Linked DNA regions of Zea mays: regions 1, 3 and 4 are each linked to region 2. Evidence: chromatin contacts called from public Hi-C data. All regions are on one chromosome and are shown on one strand. The core of a region is the stretch at or near the end of the contact, and the rest is flanking DNA. Distances in the headings are between cores, read along the strand shown.

Region 1 (3,410 bases), core at 229-2,728, 420 kb after region 2:
CTTATTTTTATTTTACACTACCTTGCTTGCGGTTGCGGACAGCCTAAAGAACGGCAACCACTCTGCGAATGTAATCTAACAGGGGCCTGATTTGGTGAAGTCTCAAGGTTTCAACCGAAGTTGTCGAGGGGACGCGGCTTTGGCCGAGTGAGCGAAATCTTGCCATGTTTTACTGGACCTGAAGTTTGTGACGGTTTGAGTAGAGTTGTTTTTAATTGCCTTTTTGGCCCTTACACATTACATAGCGGGAATGGTAGCTGAAATGCGTCGGCTGCTGGTTCGCGCACGGCGACTTGTTCGTCGTGGTGGGTGCCAAACGTGCCGGCCGGCGATCGCAGTAAAAGCGAGTGATAAGAGAGCCGAGCGTCGGTTGCTCCGTCCGCTGATTTGGCAGCTTGATGCCTGCACGGGGACTCTGAGCCGCATTCGCCACTGGTACGGTGTTGCACTACTCGTCTGAGCCAGCCGGCAGGCGGCCTCCTCTCCCCAAACCGTGTGTCTCCAGCTACATCAACCAATAAATAAAATCGGCGCGTGTTGCACGTACAACAATAACAAGATGCCGTATGGCACCTCTGAGCTCTATCTTGCGTTGTCAACTCTTTATAATTACATTGGATATTTGACGGTTGTTAGGCGCAACTTGCTTAACCTCTATAACTATTAGCGTAAAACTACTTACAATTTAGCGTAAACCACTGTTGTCGACGTTATAGTGGATTAGCGGGCAAAGGATCCACTGTTTCGGACGTAAGAAACGTGCATGATTTGGGGTAGTTGCCGTTTATCTCACTTCGCACGGGCCATTCATTTTTTCACGTAAAACTGGTACAAAAGAAAAATTAAGTTGTGTATAACTCTATATCTATTAGCGTACAACTGCGTACAACTTAGCGTAAACCACTGTCGACGTTATAGCGGATTAGTGGGCAAAGGATCCACTATTTGACAGCATAAACATTTTCTTTTGCATATAAAAACTAACAATCAAATTATAGGTAGAATTGATTCAGTACCGAGCATGGGATAATAAGGCTTGTCCTTATCCATTAACCAATCCATTTGAGGCCATAATTTGCTGCGGTTCCGAAGGCATCCTCTGACCCCCTCCAGTCAGTAGTCTTCACTCTCCAGTCAACCATGAGATAAAGATTAACCCCTCCGGTACTTCGTTTTTTACGCAGTGTAATCCACCAAGCCAGCCTAAAGATTAACCTAACCATGAGATAAAGATTAAGCCCTCCGGTACTCCACTACTCCGTAGTCTCCAGTCCATCCGCCAAGCCAGCCTAATCCACACGCCACGCCACCCCACCGGGGTTAACCAGCGGCGGCCCCCACTGGGCCCCACAGCCGACCGAGTGTCCGAGTCCGACCTCGACCCGCCGGATCCGTCCGTTAGATTCAACGCTGCAAACATCAACTCCCCGCGGAAATAAATAGGCACCCCGCCTCCCCGTTCTCGTCCTCTGCCTCCGCCTGCCTTGCCGCCGCCCAAGTCTCGTCCGTCGTCGTCGCTCCGCTGCCAGTCAGCCGCATCTCCAGCCTCCAGCAGGCAGAGCACCCCCGCTCTCGTCTCCGGAGCCTTCCGGATGGGCTGCATCTTCTCGTCGCCGGGCTCGGCGCGTGCGCTGCGGCCGTGCGCCGGGGTGCGGGTGATCCACACCAACGGGTTCGTGGAGGACTTCGAGGGCCCCGGCGTGGTGACCGTGGCGCACGTGACGCGCTGCCTCGGCGGGCCCGGCGGCCCCGCCTCCGCCGCCAACGCCGCCGGGAAGGGGTACGTGCTGTGCTCGTCGGCGCACCTGCTGCAGCCGGGGCGCGGGCCGTTCCGGCCCGACGACGCGCTGCAGCCGGGAACCGTCTACTTCCTGCTCCCGCAGTCGGTGTTCCAGGCCGAGTCCTCCGCCGTGGACCTCGCGTGCCTCATGAACCGCCTCACGGCGCTCGCCCGCAAGGGCGGCGCCAGCGCCGCGCCCAAGCCCAGCCCGCTCGACGCGCTCTTCGACGCCGCCGCCGCCGCTGCCGCCGCCTCCGGGAGCCACCGCCAGCACAACCAGCAGCGGATGCCAGTGGCTGCGGCGGCGAGGGAGAAGAAGGGTCAGCCCTGGCGGGCGGCGCCGTGGAAGCCCTGCCTCGAGCGCATCGACGAGTCCGTCGGCCGCGCCTCCATGCGCAGCGCGTCCAGCGGCTGCAGCAGCGAGGCCTGATCATTGGCTCCATCTAGTCCCCTTTTCCCTTCTTGTCTTCTGCAGTAGTGCATACAGATGGATGGTTTTGCAGAACTGTGTGTAAAGATCTGTTGCTTTGCCGGTAGTGATTAATTAGATTCATTCAGCGACGTGTTTTCAGATCCCTCCCATCTGCAGCTCTGCTCGGCTGCCGCTTAATCAATCTCTTCCTGTACAAGCTCAGCTCAGCTCAGCTCAGCAAGTGTGCCAACTTGTCCGACTGGTTTTGATTTGTCGTCGGATCGAGACTCGTGGAGCACGAGCACGCAGCGAAGTCGTCAGAGACTCGCGTCTGGTTTCGCACTCAACTTTCCGCTCCGGTCCGGTGTGTCAGTGTGTGTGTGTGTCAGCACTCAGCAACAGCTAGCGGGATTGTTTGGTTTGGTTTGGTTGGTTTGCCTGCGAGATAAAAGTATTTTGTTGGTTCATACGACCGATCTTACACTGATGATGTCTCCGGCCGCCACCTACCTCTGACGTGTGACCGCCCGCCAGATCTCATCTCCATGATCCCATCACGCCAGCGGCCAGTCCTCCGCTGCCTTCACTTTTCCAGCTCCACCTCGCAGTGGGGCAAAGGGGACCCGCTTTTGTTGACAGCAGCGCCATCCTTCCACCCCGCGCAGGCTGTCAGTCCGTACGCTTTCGTTAGGCTGATGTGATCTACTAGTACACTGAATAGTGTACACTGTTTTAGCACTACACCAATCAGATAGAACATTGAACGATCAGACAGAACACTCCACGTTTAGGCTATCCGCACTCATACTATTCTAAATTTCTACTCTAAAAGGAATATTCTATCCCCGTCAGCAAGATTATCTACTCTATACCACAATTCTCTGCGGTCGTTTTTACTCTATATCTCAACTCTATACCAACAATCATTTTTTTATTATTTTTTTCCATTCTCTCCTTCCATCACTGTTGTTTTATTCTCTCCTCACACCTCCCAAGACACACACAGACAGCTTTCGAGTACGAGAGAGAGCGACTCTGCAGTTAGCGTTTTTCTATCCCTCCCTAAATTCCCAGTGGCCGAACGAGTGAGCGGCTGCAGGCTGATTCAACTCTATCCGCTACTCTATCCTTTAGAGTACCCTTTCGAGCATGCGACTGCGGACAGCCTTAGAGATGTTTGAATGCCCTATGAATAATAGTTAGAGATAATAGTTAGTT
Region 2 (3,098 bases), core at 590-3,089:
TGAGGGAAGAAAATTCCTTGCAAAGGATTTTCTCTCCCCCTCAGGCTCGTTTGCTTACTTGTGAATGGTTCCTCTGCTGGATTGGAATGTTTATTTTGTATTAACATTGATTAGCTGGAATAGTTTGGAATGTTTATTTGTATTAACATTGATTAGCTGGAATAGTTTTTGTTCTCAATCCGATATAAACGAATGGGACCTCAATTCTCTCTGATTCCTTTATTACCAAACCAGCCATTAGTGCCTGTGTCTTTTAAAAAGAACACCTTTGCAACTTGGGCAATGGCTGTGGAAAGGAATTGTGGTGACTGGTGATGATGAGTAAGCGCTGACGCGATAACGAGATGCCGTGACGGATAGGCATTATCTCCATATAAGGGCTAGTTTGGCATCCCCATTTTTCCATGAGATTTCCAATTTTCTAAAGGAAAATGAACTAATTTTCCTTGGGAAAATGAGGTTTTCAAACTAGCCCTAAAAAGATCGGGCAAAGTTTTTTTTTCCCTGCTCGATTTGGAACCTGCATCGAAAGTCTTCCAGAATGAATTAAAGCCTCGTGTTTGACGCTTTTTTTAATAACTATAGGATGTTCGGCGTCTCTTTATCGGATGATGTAGCTAGGGTTGTTAATAAGATCTAGATTTTAGGCTATAAAATGTAGGATCGAATCGGATTAGCGTCAAACTATATTCATATCCATTTTGAACTAAAATGAATTAAGAGCCCTGTCCTAATTTATTGTGAAGAAACACCTAGATCGTTATTCATTGCCATCCCTAGATGGAGCTACTGTTTCTTAGATCCAAAATGTACATCCATGGTGATATAGCTAGTGTTTCTCAGATCCAAAATGTCCAACTTTACAAAAAAAAGTCTTCATGAAAATAAGGCCCCGTTTGGTTTCAGGGACTAAAGATTAGTCCATCCATTTTAGTTTCATTTAGTCCCTAAATTACCAAACGGTGAAACTAAAACAAAGACTAAAATATTTGTCTCTATCCTCCAATGTATGACTAAAAATAATTAAACCATATAAATTCTACCTTTTGTCCCTCCTTTGTTTTAGTTACACTAACGGCGGAAAAATGATAAGAGACATTTTAGTTCTTTTATGATTTATTTAATGTATTTTAAATACTTTTAGTCGGATAGAGACTAATTAAATTTTAGTCCTGACTAAAGCAAACCAAACGGGCCCTGACTCATGCACACGGTTTCCTCTTTATCCAAGCTTCCAAAAAATACCCACTTCCACTTTAGATTCTCCGAGTCACAGATCCAACAATATTGCTCCAAAAAGAAGTACTCCTAAATCCTTCCAGAAAAGGTGAGAGTACATATTAAACCCGATAATAGGCCAATAACCACTGTTATATCTATAGCCTATTCCTGAACATCAGAATTAGTGTTATAAACATGAAATGTGAAGGAGTTATTACAGTGAGAGCTACCGTCAGTGGTGTGGTCGGGTTTGCTAGTGTATGAAAACAGATTAGATGTGTTAAAATAAAGTAGAGTGAAAATTAATTTAAATACAATTCTAGTTGATTAAGAACATCTCCAAACGAACGACTAGTAACAGATTTGGTTTATCATTACATGTATAATTGCGTGCGGATTTTAGCACACATGGAATGAGAGGCAAACACGGGCCCAGGAACGGCCCACGGGAGAGAGAAACCCTACCCTTCCCTTCGCGGTGGTGGCATCCGAGACCCGTCCACAACCACCACAGACACGGTGCAACCCCCCCCCCCCCCCCCCCCCCCCCCCCCCCTCTTAAAAGCCGCCTCTCGCCGCCGCCCGCAAACCCTCATTTTTCTCTCTCCTGCGCCGCGACGTCCCTCGCCTTCGCCGCCGAATCCGAGACTCCGATCTCGGGTTCACCGCAGCGCACAGAGCAGCCCCGACTCCCGGCCCGATCCGCGCTCTCCTCTCCGTCGCTTCAGGTGTTCGCCTCCTCCAGATCTCTTGCTGTCTCGCTTGTTACTTTTTTGTTTGCTTTTCGGCGTCCGATCTGGTGCGACGGCGGGTCTGGGTCCATCTGGCGGTGCTACCCGTGCGGATCTGCGCCGATTCGGTGGGAATATTAGTGATTTTGACGGTTCTGGATTGACGCACGGGTTTGCGCACGGAAATACTACCTTTCCCCCCTTTCTCTGACATGCGGCTTTCAGCTCAATACATGATTTTTCTTACGTAGGATTTGATTGATTTTGTATGTAGATATAAGCGTTTTCCGGTGCTAATATGCAAAATTGCTAGTTTTGGTCATATAAAACTGTCCTGGGAAGCTCCGTAGCTTGTGTACCGTGCTTGAGTATTGGATTCAAGCTGTTTGAGCTGTGGGATGCTGCATGCTTGATGGTAATGAATTATTCTATTGTGGTAAGTCAATTTTTTTGTGAAAGTGACTATGAGATGGTCGCAAGGGTTTGCTACAGGATAAGGTTAAAAGACTGCCCTGCCCTATGTACTAGACGAGCCATTCATACCGTGCGAACTGCTAAAAGCTGTTGCTCGATTTATCGAGTACTTGCAATTATATCAGCCTGCTGTTAAGAAAGTGTAAAGCATCAATTGTCTTGGTATGGTTCTGTTTAGATTCTTTATAAACTGAAGATTGAGTTGAGCATGCATTTTGTATAAATTGTAGAGCTTGAATAATCATTTTAAGAGTACAACTGATTCCCTATTGATTCTGTTGTGAATTACTTGTCTTCTAGCATGGTGTTTGTCTTAAACATTTCTTTGCTACACACTTTTCTCGTTGTAATCTGTAGGACAGTTTGTTCTAAGCTTAAACTGTGCCATTGCTCATTATATTGTATACATCCTTTTGATCTAGGTTCATGATTAAACCTTTCTTTGTATTTGTTTGTCATATTGTCAACATGTGCTGTAACTTCTGTGTATTAACATGTTTCTTTTGCTGCAGTCATGGCAGGAATGGCACCTGAGGGTTCTCAGTTCGATGCTAAGCACTATGATTCTAAGATGCAGGAGCTGCTGTAAGTAATATGAACCTTTCTTTTTAAATTTTTTTACCTACTTGTGTTTATCATCTTTGACTTGAGAGCCAAGTGATACCTAATAAC
Region 3 (3,090 bases), core at 41-2,540, 360 kb after region 2:
TCACTTTTTCACTGTTGAATGTTAAATCTTGCTCTCTTGAATATTAAATATCCTACTCTACTACCGTTGAATATTGTTTCACTGTTTTGGGTAGTTTGCTATTACCCGAACTCGTACCCGAAATTACGGGTACCCAAAATTACGGGTACCCGAAATTACGGGTAAGAGTTCGGGTATAGATGTTAGAAGGCCGAAATATAAAAAACCCAAAAAATCCGGCCCAAAATACCGGGTAAACCCGAACGCCCAGCCCTACTTACGCTCCTGCATGACTGATGGCCCGTGGATGTATCCTGGAAGTACTGTTCTAGGGAGGACGACTAAGGGCATAGCCAAATTCTGTATCTTAACAGATATCAAGGAATAAGTGTAAAAAAAAGAGACAGTATCTTAATGAATGAACGTTTCTAACACGGTTCTCTAAGTTTACACATAGTTATGTCCATACAACTCATATAAATAAGTCGTATCTTTAAACTTAAATACATTGAGTTTATGAATGAGTTTCGTAGATGTATTTAGCGCTTAAAGAACCACAGTATAATATCTAGATTGTACATGCGTCGTTGTCATCCATCCATACAATAAAAAAGATGGGAGGTAAATAACCGGACAGATGAAACAGCTGCTCGTCCCATGTGTGTCCGTCGCTACTGTCTGTCCTCCCTCCCCGTCCCCGCCGGGGCACGGTGCGTGTGACTGGGCGTGCGAAACGTGATGCACGCGAGGCGTACGTGCCTGTGCTTGTGCGGCACCTTGTTGTGTACAAAAAGGCTGTCACGAAATAAAAGCATGGCGTATCCGTCACTCAACCTCCGGACTCGAATTCTCAAGGGGGAAAAAAGGCCATCCCATCTCTCTATGGGATTCTTTGTTTGGGATTATATATATGCACACACATATAAAGGAGTACATATAAAGCAGTAATAATATTTATAACACTAGATAATAACTACACATTATCCTGCAGTATATTTTTCTGTCAAAATATTCGTGCTAACCCGTAGATGTCACGGCACCGTACGTGGAGTTGATCCATGCCGATGACGACGGACGGATGCATGGGGTAGAAGGTGTGGATGGACGACTCATGCGTATCACCCGCCGTCTGGACGAGTCCGATCCGCCACCTTTGCATCCGTTTTTTTTGGAAAAAAATTTGTTGCAGCCGGCCTGAATTTTTTTTTCTTTTTTTTGGGTGCGGGGGAGGGCCTCCTAGCACGACACGGCACGGAGCGTCGTCGATGATAATATATATACTCAAGACGACCGACCGATCGAGAGCCGCGTACGTCACGTGCCGCGCGCCACGCCATGCCATGCCATGGCATGGCATTGCCAGTGCCAACTGCCAAGCCAAAGCCACGCACGCGTCCGTTTCACCGTCCGGCGGCCTGGCCTCCGCTGCCGTCTCCGCAACTTACCACCACCGGTGCCGCCAGTGCGCTGTGTGTGTGCCTCACGCGTCGGCACCCACCCACCAGTCCACCACCACCACCCGCTCCAGTCACAGCGAGCGAGCGAGCGCGGGCCATGGCCGAGTCCATCCATAAATACCCGCCCTCCAGCTTCCCAGTTCCCACTCCTCTCTCCTTTCCCCTCCGCTTCCGCAGACGGCCAGGCCAACGCAACCGCTCCTGCCATCCGCACCAGTCCCCCCCTCCCCTCCCTCCCGGACTCACCCGGCCGCCAGCGGGGTAAGTCGCCGGCGGGCTTTCTTTGCATGTTTATTTATGTAACCCGGCCCGGCCGAAACAAAACCCCCGGCCGCGCGCACGCCAAGATTGCTGCCCCCACCCCCCTGGCCTCCGCTCAAACCACCGCTCGACTTCTCCTCGTGTAGGTTTGGCCGCTTCCTCCTCCTCTGCGGCGGGAGCGGGACAACAGACACAGGGGCACAGAGGAACCGGCGCGGGGCGGCGCAATGGGGGACGCTGCGGCGGCGGGGACCCTGCACAAGAGCTACTTCGACGTGCTGGGGATCTGCTGCCCCTCCGAGGTGCCCCTCGTCGAGAAGCTGCTGCGGCCGCTGCCCGGCGTGCGCACCGTCACCGTCATCGTCCCGTCCCGCACCGTCATCGTGCTCCACGACGCCGCCGCCACCTCGCCCGCGCAAATCGGTACGCCACGCCACGGCCACGCCCTTCCCCTTCAGTCTTTCTTCTTCTTGTTCTGCAACCACCGACCGTCGTTCCGTTTCCGCCTCGCCACGCCACGCCACGCGCGCCGGTGTCTGGCTCCTCGCTCGCCCCTACCTCTTCGCCGCCGGAGACGCGGCCGGACCGCCGGACTTGGACTACTGCTACCTAGTACTAGTCCCCGGCCGCAGCCCGCTGCCTCCCCGCCCGACTCCACCTGCACATACGGCCGACGAACGACGTTATTAATAAATCAATCATAGCCGCGGCCGCCGACGCCGACGCCAATCCCACACGACACGCAATCCTGCGCGTTTTCCACCACCACTCCTCCTCCTCCTAGCCCTAGAATAAAATCACACACGCACAACAACAACAAAAAAGAAAAAGGCAGAAAAATGATCGTACTCTTTGTTCATGCCTAAGCAGCAAGAGCATCCGGGCTGGGAATATGTTTACCAATGCAGGGGATCACGCCAAAAGATCGTTCCTTTGCAAAGCGACACGCAAAGAAGCTCGTCTTTTTATCCCTTCCTCCTTTTCCGGGGACCGCTACTATAATAGTTCTGTAGCAGACTAGCAGCAGGGCTTGTCCATTTTTTTTTCTTTTCTTTTGGGAACGTGTGGGGCTGCAGTGCCAGTGCTGGGCGGCGTCACCGTAGCAAGCAATCATATAGCATGGCCGTTACTGCTTGCTGCTGTTTTTTTTTTTCCTTACTGCTTACCATGGAGTCAGCAGTGGCCGCGAGACACTCCAGTCCAGTTCTGCACCACCAATGCTCTCGAGCGTTCAAGAACTGGATCGCCGGTGCGAAAACAAAGCGAAACAGAAGAAGAAGAAGAAAATGTCGGTGGCGTGGACGGAGATCGTACAGACTGGTGGTTGCTGTCACGGGGATGCGATAGCAGATAGCACACAACAGATTTCCCACCTGATTGATGCCAAGACAAG
Region 4 (3,215 bases), core at 294-2,793, 400 kb before region 2:
ATGAATTATTGAGTTAGTGACTACTAAGTAGTAATTGATGTTCAATTGTTCATGTTCTGAAATCTGCAATCTGAATTCTGTCTTCCAGTATTCATATTTGCTACGTTTGGTAATTGGTATTGCTTCCTATATACTATATTGCTATATATAATTAAGTTAGTGACTGATGTTGATGTTCTGAAATCTGAATTGTCCAGTTCCAGTATTCATATTTGTTATGTACTTATGTTTGGTATTGCCTCCTATATGCTAGATTGCTATATATATCAATATTATATACATAGGTCCTGCAAATATGCAGGAGCGCTGTAGGGACGACCAGGTCGACTAGGACCCGATTAGTCGACCTAGTCGTCGTCCTAATCGTGATTAGTCACCTGGTCGCCTAGGTGTATCGACTAGCAAGTCGCCCGACTTGAAATCATTGGTAGCACATACTTATAGGAGAAAATAAGTAGGAAACAAGACACCCTCTCTTTATAAAGCTGAAATTTCCATTCTAAACATTTCAAAATAAAGGAGATTAGGTTTTCCATAACTTACACAGAACTTAATTCTGTCTACGGTTGAGGCACTGCAATAAGGATGAAAGTGCTGCCAGAACTTCTTGACTGCATGGTTTCGAAATGTTTCCTGCACCAACAAGGACAGGTTGACAACAGAAATCGAATAAAATAGAAAAAAATTGAAAACATGAGGAACATTTTAGCGATGAAATGAAAGTTAAGAACTTGAAAAGAATGCTGAGCGCGGCATTTGTAAATCCTACAGTCCAGCACTGAGATTTCATTTGGGCGCCATTTCCATAAACACCCGAGCTTAAGACAGGATCCCAATTCCATCCTCGCGTATGGCCCCCAGCCATTTGGTGCAGGCATTCTCACAAACACCTAGTATGCAGCAAAGGCGTACCTTCACACCATGAAACTATCATCGATCCACCGCCCAAATCTCCACCCGAATACAGGAATAGAAAACCAGCCCGTCAGCAGTTGTGCGTGCTCGATCGCGCGCGAGAGAGAGTAATAGGGGACGGGGAGGAGAGGGAACGGTATGGACCTCGAGGGAGTGGAGGAAGTAGTCGCGGACGAGCGTGGCGAGGCCGCGTGTGCAGAGGTCACCAACGACGGGAGCTAGGCGTGGGCCGACGGCGAGATCACCGTCTCCGGCGAGAAGCTCGTTGGAAAGAGTGCAGAATTGAGCCCACGAATCGAGAGCGCCGTCGGCGTCCTCACGCTCCATGGCCTGGCGGGCACAGCTAAGCGAGCGGGAGATGCCCCCAGAGTATTACTTACTCTAGAAATGTCATAGCCTGCCGGCACCTCGCACAGCCTCAGGTGCTCCCAGACGACCTGTCCTCGCTGACCTCGCACGACAGCCCACCTTGCCGCCGCAGCCTCGAACGTGCTGGCCGCCGCCGCGGCGTCCCGATGGTGCGACAGTTGAGTGCTCGAGTGCTAGGAGCGAGGGGAAATTTTGTGATGTGGGCTCATTTTAGGTTCATCCAGGCCTACTTGCCCATTTGAGCTAGAAAGACGCGTGGGTTGAGCAACGGCCCACGGACTCCTCTCTCTCTTGACCCGAGCCGCTGCAGCAACAGCAATAGACTAGTTCGAGCGCCACGTCAGTCAAAAAATCTTAAGAGCATGACCAACATTGCTTTAAAACAATGTACTATCTTAAAATAAAGCCTTGACCCATAAAATAACTTTAGATCTAATTTGGATACTCTAGTATTGACCTCAATCTACATGTATTGAGGTGTAACTTAAACTAATTTACACTCTAATCCACCTCAACACATGTGGATTGAGATCAATACTAGAGTACCCAAACAAAGCCTTAAGGGTTAGTTTGAAAATCTTGTTATCCTAAGGAAATTTTATTTTCCCTTGAGAAATTAGTTCATTTTTTCCTAGGAAAATAGGAATCATTAGGAAAAAAATTGAGCTCCCAAACTAGTCGTAAAGGTATCTATTTTACAATTTTTATAAAAAATATAGAGCATATTATGAAGTGACTCAAATATACTACTGTTGAACACCAAAAGTGACGTACGGTCCGGCCCTAGGGTTCGGATGGTCCATGCCCTCGTGATCAGATTGACTCGGACGATTATCATTATCTCGTGCATGGTTATCCATCTAATCATGTGAGGTCTATTGGCTATCGCGCTAGGAACGGGTCTAGACCTCCCTTATATATATGAAGGGGTATGACCGATTGAGAGCCCCCGAACTCATTCCAATTGAACCAATTTACTTTCTATTGGTCACTTGTTCTCAAATGTTGTGAATCAAGAACAAGGCAACACAATTGTTAAGCATTAAGGACATTCGTCCTCCGAATCATTACCTCCTCTATGATATAATGATCATCGGACGAAGGTCATGAATGACATGTCTTCATCATTTCATGGATAAATAAGAATATGTAAAGATGAAGAATATAATTCATTGGTTCGTTCACATTTATATTTCATAATATACATATGAATATTAACAAAGTCTATATTACATTGATACATTCAGCTTGTTCGAAGGTGTTGACGCGAGAGTGATGACAATCTAGCGTGAACAGTACGGCGCTACTGCTCATCTATTTATAGGCACGGGACGCAGTCCGGGTAAAAGTACATTTATGTCCTTGACATTTACTTGTGATCGTAACATAAATTATTAAGGACTAGCTGGTCTTTTTCCCTTCCGATCATCATCATGTTTGGTCTTCATCACCATTATAAGTCGAAGCTATTACTCTTCGGTTATAGCTTCGACGTCCATTCTTATCATCTTCGGATTATATCTTCACATCGTATGCCTTTGCCATGGGAGAAAACTTTCATCCTGAAGCTGAAGCTCCTGTAATAATTCATACCATGTTAAAAACATATGGTTAATGTTTTTTAGACCTTCGGAAGAGGAAGGCCCCCAACAGTAGCCCCTCGCAGTATTAATTTGTTTCTTTGTAACAAATTCAAACTGTGACGTGAACGAAGGCCTTTAGCCGAAGGTCCGAAAAAACACCTTCCCTTCGCTAGAATAGTGAATCATTCTGAACCGTGGGACCCACCGAGCTGTGGGGCTCTAAGTATATGTATAGAAGGTTGTGTCGTGAATATTTTTCGTGTCATCTTACTGTTTGTGCTGTGATTGTCATCTTAGCTTTCGTCTCTTTTGCGAGCTCAATTCACTTTTGAGCTTCGACACTTGCCG

What was found. Hi-C and Micro-C count contacts between places; a contact is called where the count stands out from the background.
Region 1: a contact with region 2 is called in a Hi-C map of leaf, with 4 times the contacts expected there. The contact joins the promoter of LOC100275318 here to the promoter of LOC541649 in region 2. A contact is called at or near these places in 4 of 25 Hi-C or Micro-C datasets (bundle sheath, ear, leaf and 1 more).
Region 3: a contact with region 2 is called in a Hi-C map of ear, with 2.1 times the contacts expected there. The contact joins the promoter of LOC100501494 here to the promoter of LOC541649 in region 2. A contact is called at or near these places in 3 of 25 Hi-C or Micro-C datasets (bundle sheath, ear and tassel).
Region 4: a contact with region 2 is called in a Hi-C map of tassel, with 2.1 times the contacts expected there. The contact joins the promoter of LOC103626410 here to the promoter of LOC541649 in region 2. A contact is called at or near these places in 3 of 25 Hi-C or Micro-C datasets (leaf, leaf mesophyll and tassel).

What each region holds. Positions count from the first base shown.
Region 1 is chr5:58,213,956-58,217,365 of Zm-B73-REFERENCE-NAM-5.0, reverse strand. It overlaps LOC100275318, which reads left to right and starts at 1,478. Exons shown (of 1, transcript NM_001175028.1): 1 at 1,478-2,533. The coding sequence starts at 1,593. The coding sequence ends at 2,210.
Region 2 is chr5:58,638,106-58,641,203 of Zm-B73-REFERENCE-NAM-5.0, reverse strand. LOC541649 (translation initiation factor) reads left to right here and starts at 1,839. Exons shown (of 5, transcript NM_001111404.1): 1 at 1,839-1,949; 2 at 2,939-3,011. The coding sequence starts at 2,941.
Region 3 is chr5:58,274,105-58,277,194 of Zm-B73-REFERENCE-NAM-5.0, reverse strand. It overlaps LOC100501494, which reads left to right and starts at 1,290. Exons shown (of 10, transcript XM_020537505.2): 1 at 1,290-1,697; 2 at 1,844-2,120. The coding sequence starts at 1,925.
Region 4 is chr5:59,041,955-59,045,169 of Zm-B73-REFERENCE-NAM-5.0, reverse strand. It overlaps LOC103626410 (anaphase-promoting complex subunit 2), which reads right to left and starts at 1,543. Exons shown (of 16, transcript XM_008646815.3): 1 at 1,060-1,543; 2 at 544-633. The coding sequence starts at 1,242.